Regions from separate parts of the Astyanax mexicanus genome. Here region 1 is linked to region 2. The links are chromatin contacts, called in public Hi-C maps. All regions are on one chromosome and are shown on one strand. Each heading gives the region's core, a stretch centred on a gene start, on an enhancer-like site or on the middle of the called end of the contact. The rest is flanking DNA. Distances are from core to core; before and after follow the strand shown. Region 1 has its middle 14 kb from the start of LOC103029673. Region 2 holds the start of nfil3-6 (nuclear factor, interleukin 3 regulated, member 6).

The links. A called contact is a pair of places that touch in the nucleus more often than the background predicts.
Region 1: a contact with region 2 is called in a Hi-C map of blood, with 3 times the contacts expected there. The contact joins the enhancer-like site here to the promoter of nfil3-6 in region 2. A contact is called at or near these places in 3 of 3 Hi-C or Micro-C datasets (blood and muscle).

What each region holds. Positions count from the first base shown.
Region 1 is chr19:38,668,359-38,671,573 of AstMex3_surface, reverse strand. No RefSeq gene overlaps it. Among protein-coding and RNA genes, the nearest start is that of LOC103029673, 14 kb to the left of the region's middle. Within about 2 kb of position 1,828, the one cell type or tissue checked has an H3K27ac peak away from gene starts, as active enhancers do.
Region 2 is chr19:38,618,553-38,621,517 of AstMex3_surface, reverse strand. It overlaps nfil3-6 (nuclear factor, interleukin 3 regulated, member 6), which reads left to right and starts at 1,665. Exons shown (of 2, transcript XM_007241445.4): 1 at 1,665-1,973.

The sequences.
Region 1 (3,215 bases), core at 579-3,078, 50 kb before region 2:
TTCCATTTAAATTGTGTATTAAACTAAAAATTTAGATTTTTAGAGAACAAAAATGAAGACTTTTTTTTTTTTCATTGACCAGCGATGATAAACACTACACTATATGGACAAATGGATTGGTACATATCTCTTAAACACTTAACTGTCATGTCTGCAGTCTAGACCTTTCATCGATAGAAAACATTTGTTTCATCATTATGCAAAAACATCTGATAAAGAAGAGTCAGAGTTTTGAGGACAGATCTGCACACTCTTGGTATTTTAATCTCAGTGTCCTCATGAGGGAGAGGCACCTGGAATAGTTTTCTCAGCGTCTTGAAGGAAGGAGTTCCTGGAGGTGCTGAACAATAGTTGCTGCTTTTCCTTCACTCTGTGAAGCTCCAGGGGTCAAACATGGCAATGCAATATCAGAGTGCTGGCAATAATCAAGGTCGTTAAATACAAAAGCAAGGTTAAAATAAGTGGGAGTAACACAGGCAATAGAAAAAAATGCATTGACTCAAATGAGCAAATGATCCACTGTTATAGGGCTAAACCATGTGGCTATTACTCAGGTGATCTACTTCTTGGAAATGTCATGTGATCAGAATTGGGTGTGATGTCAGTGTGTGGTGCATCCTGGTAAATGTAGTTCGGAGGCTACAGCTTGCAGGAAGCAGAGCTGAGTGTGAAGGAGCTTTCAGCACCAGGGTTGAAAATCTCAGGCCCTGTCCACACGAATCTGGATATTTTTAAAAACTGAGGTTTTTGTCTCCATTTAAAAAAAATATTTTCATCCACACGAGCTGCGTTTTCAGAAATCTCCCCGTCCACATGGAAATGGCATTCCAGAATTCCAATGACCAGAATCTTCTCTCACCGAAAGGTTTGTACCTCCAGACAGGAGGATCAGAAAAAACTGCATGCAGCATATTTAGGTGCCTCCGCTGTGTTACTTAATGTGAGAGCAACATTAAATTAAGCTGTAAACATGTCATTAATCCGCAAATCGCAGTGATTAATCCAGGTTCTGTCCCTGTTTCAGGCTCATTCTAAACAGTCTAAGCTAGTGTAAAGAAAAAGTGCAGACTCACTGTGTGACGTCAGTGTTTTCAGAAGCTCTGTTTTCCCCGTCCACACAGATCCGCTGGAAGGTGTTTTGAAAAAGCTCCGTTTTCAGTGATCAAAAATGCTGTTTTCGTGCGGACGGAAGGCCAAAACTGAGACAAAAACCTCAGTTTTTAAAAACATATGGATTTGTGTGGACGGGGCCTCAGTTGATCAGGTTTAGATCGGGGGATTGTTGAGGACACTTTTTTGCTGTTTACTGTATAATTCAATATGTGTTCCTTAATTGCCGTTAATAATCATGAACTTGTAACTAAATAAATAAAGAACGAAAAAAATAACAAATTGTTTTTTATTGTTACCCCAAACAAACAGAAAATCTCATCTTTTTTCCTTGAAGTTCTGTATTCCTGTGTTCCACCAGTAAGAGGCACTAAGTACCTTATACATTCTGAAGAACACTTCTCCAACTGTAGCCCTTGAAAGTCACAGCAAGGGCAGGATGAATGTGAGGCGTTGTCAACCAATAATGAAGAAGGCCTGCGTTATGTAACCCTGTCAAGTGGTGGGTGAGTCATACGCGTCACATCTGGAGAGAGAGAGAGAACATTTTCATATTTGATCAGTCTCTCTCTCTCTCTCTCTCTCTCTCTCTCTTACGCACATCTAACGCTTTAAAATTAGCAGCCTTCCATCGTCAGCCCCCAGAACTGAGTCATCTCGCCGCCTGCAGCCAACTTCCCCTCATTTATCGGGTTATTGTGTGGTGACCCTAATGAGCCCAGTGCATCCTGAGCCCCTGAGCCGGAGCGTTCAGCTCCATATAATGTTACCAGCCGTTCCCCCCCCCCTCCCCTCTTCATTCTGCATGTTTTACTGGGGAATTCACTAGAATTAAATGTAGATGTGTCAAAAATGGTGATTAAAAAGGCTCTTTGAAATGCCAAGGACGAGCACGGCATGAAACTGTTGAACATCTCTTGTTAGAATGTGAAAGAGTGAAAGAACTGTGGTGTAATATGAAAAAATAGAATAAAAAAATAGATAATGTAGATATAAATTGTACCTCTGTTAAGTACGGCGTCTTTAATGAATATAAATAATCTTTTAAAAAATAATAGAGAATTTTATTGGCTTGTTATCTGTGTTGTAAACTGTAAATTGTGGAAAACGAGATGCAAAACAATCAGGCGATTAGATCAGGGGATTGTTAATTTTTTTTTGTTCACTGTTTACTATGTAATTCCATATGTGTGTTTATATATGTGTTACTTTTTACTTTTTTGACTGTGTCTGATTTTACCACAAACTGTGCTATCAACATGTGAGATCCCAAATCTGTTAAAAAAAAAAAAATAATTAAAAACTAAAAAAATGCTAAAACAAAAACTAAGAACCAACATCCATGGACCCTCGTGCGATTACACCTGTGATTTTAGTGTGGGAGGTTTCATGGTTAAATTGGAGCAGCCTGGTGGCCAATCTTCATTAATTGCACATTATTGCACCAGTAAGAGCAGAGTGTGAAGGTTCAATTAGCAGGGTAAGAGCACAGTTCTGCTCAAAATACTGCAATGCACACAACATTATGGGTGACAAAAGAGTTCAAAAGAGGACAAATTGTTGGTGCACGTCTTGCTGGAGCATCTGTGACCAAGACAGCAAGTCTTTGTGATGCATCAAGAGCCACGGTATCCAGGGTAATGTCAGCATACCACCAAGAAGGACCAACCACATCCAACAGGATTAACTGTGGACGCTGTAAGAGGAAGCTGTCTGAAAGGGATGTATGGGTGCTAACCCGGATTGTATCCAAAAAACATAAAACCACGGCTGATCAAATCACGGCAGAATTCAATGTGCACCTCAACTCTCCTGTTTCCACCAGAACTGTCCGTCACCACAATGAATTATTGTGCTCTAAAACCAGGTGTTTCAGTTTCATTGTCCAACCCCTGTGTGTATGAATTGTAAATGTTTGTATTGCATGTAAATTGCTGTATTTTTTTATATACACTTCTCTTTGTTGTGATGTTTAACTTTGTATGTAATTGAAATTCCTAATAATGTTAATTTAAAGCGTGTGGGTGGAGTGAGAAACTCTGCTGCTGCTGTTATTCTAAGCGAATTAAACAATTATAATATAGTGTGTGTGATGCAGGATTTTT
Region 2 (2,965 bases), core at 416-2,915:
ATGTAAAATTAACTGATGATCAGTGATAGTTTGGAGAGACATGTCATCTGCTGGTGTTGATCCACTGTAAAAGAAAAAAATCTAACAGCTTCAATCCATCTACTGTAGTTGAAATCCTAAAACAAAAACAACAGTGTGATGTTGTCTCAGCAGGACTTAAACTGAAGTCCCTGTTTTTAAAGTTTTAAAAGTAATTCGGGGTGATTAGGCTCGTGAATCATGAGTATGAATAATCTTCACAGCTCATGCTGTGAGTCTTTTGTAACCATATTCACGTAATCGCGTTTTTAAAAATGGGAAGTAGCGCACCGCGCGTCACTGGCGCTGCTGATAGACAATCTCTAAAAATATGCGTATCATCTGTTGAGGATAGCCGCGCGCGCTGTGAGGACGCTGGAGCGGGGGGGCGGGGCGATTGAGCAATATTACTTAATGGTTTGGAAAAGATTACTGAGAGGAGCTGTAGAGAGGGGAGATTAGCGGCGGTACCCGGTGAACTCGGATCACCGGAGTAATGACCAACACAGCGGCCCACCCGTATTCAGACAGACCACGCCCCCTGAGAGAGATCTAGACCACAGTTTATAAACTACTATCCAGCTGTTATTATTCATTATACCATATTGTGAGTATTAAAACATAGCCCAGTTTAGAAGGACCGCACTAGGCTGTGTCCTATTTCTGTTATACACACTAATACTCTAGGGTACAACATCAGTCAAAAGTTTGGACACACCTTTTCATTCAATTGTTTTTATTTTTTATAGTTTCAAACTATGAAAGAACACACAAGGAATCGCGTAGTAACTTAAAAGTGTTAAACTAACAAAAAAATACTCTGTGAAGCATTTAGGTGCTCTTATCATGGGAGCTGTTCATTTGCGGTTTCTGAGGCTGGTAACTCTGATTAACTTATCCAGAGGAAACTCTTGCTCTTTCTTTCCTGTAGCAGTCCTGATGAGAGCCACTTTTATCATCATAACGTTTTTGATCATCTTTTTTCTTTACTTAGTTGAGTAGTTCTTGCTTATCATAATGTGGATTAGAACATTACTCAAATATGAGCTATTCACTGTATACCAACTCTACCACTTCACAACTAATGCTCTCAAACACATTAAGAGACAAGAAATTTAAGTAATTAACTCTTGACGAGTTCAGCACAGCTGATAACTGACTCATAAAGCTGACTGAGAAAACCCAGCCAAGATGTGTTTAATATTAATCTACAACGTAGAAGATTTTTAAAAAATGAATAAACTTTGACTGGTTTTGCATATACTATGTATATAATAATCTTTATAGCAAATGAAGAAAACATTTATAGATTTGACAGGTGAACTTTAAGTAAAACAGCACTGCTGAACTACTACACAATAATTCTGAAGTGGCCTCCAAAATTACTTTTTTTCCGGAGCTGTATATGGCTAGGCAATAATTGAGATGTTCAAAGTGATTTTTGTGAAGTGTGTAAAAGCAACAACCTTTTGTGGTATGTATTAAAATGTAAATAATAACTATAAAGCCAAAGCCAGCCAATACACTCAGAATAATGCCCAGAAATGTAAACCACTAGCCAATCAGGGCACAGAAGGCGGGGCTTGCACCAAAACGGGTAGAAATAGAAATGTCTGGCGCGCGGCTCTATCAGCGGCTCCCACACGCGGCCGCGCAGTTCAGACAAGGCGAGCGCGAGTCCTCGCCTGAACCTCACCGGAGAGAAGCTACAAATAGGAGTCTCGCGCTCAGAACCGAGCACACACGAGTGATGTACGGAGGCAGCGCGAGAGATAACGGAGATAACAGCCGGTAACAGATCAATGATCCGGAACATCTTCCATTAACGCGCCTAGAGCTGGCAGATAATTTAATATAAACTATTAAAATCAGAATTTCGGCTTGACCCGGTTTATATCGAGAGGACTTCACTCAGGCGATTTTGGACTGGAATCTCTAAATCTTTTTCAAAAAAGGTAATGTATTTTATTTTTATTTATATTTTGGGTTTATAGCGCTGTTTAATCTACTGTTGTATCTACTTATATATCTGTTATACATATGTGCAATGTATGCCTGTAGAATTAACCTAATAAATAATAATAATAAACTCAAGCATTACATTATTTTTAAAAATAGCCTGCGCGTTTTGGTACAACTGTAAAAACGCCGCTGTTAAAAGTAAAAGAAAAAAAAAATCGCCCCTTAGGTTTTACGCATAAATTTACGTAGGATTTTGTCCCACAGCGCAGCGCTATTTGTAGCGATTCATGAATGAGTGGAATAGCCTACACTCCGCGCGCATCCCGTACCGAAGCGCACCGTAAAACTACACCCAGGCAATGTTAAACCGGAACGAATTTAACAGCATATAAATCTATCTATCTATCTATCTATCTATCTATCTATCTATCTATCTATCTATCTATCTATCTATCTATCTATCTATCTATCTATCTATCTATCTATCTATCTATTGTTTAAATAAAATAATCAAAAAAATGTAAGAAAAGTTTATGTTTAAGCTATATGATATTGTCAGTAGGACTACGATATATAAAAAAAAAAACTTTAACAATAAAATATTTTTTTACTTCAGGAATTTTCACAGAATGTCACCCAAAACTTAAATAATTCACCCCTTTTGAGATTGGAGAAAAATTAAAGATATTGCTCAGAAACAGATAGTAAATGAGAACAAAGCTAAATTTGCTTTTGCATCATGTACAAATAAAAAATATACTTTTAATTATTAATAATTGACCTTACATGACTTTCTTACATTTCCATCAATGCAATGTGCAGTGTTTATCGCTTATGTCCACATTGAAGTAATGAAGGTGAAACTATATATTTACATATTTTGTAGCCATAACTATCTTTAAATGTATACTGATTTGTACTGTACAAAGAAACTATTTGGCTAGAGCTATAATGCAAATGCAATAAACAAAACACAGGGTGCTTA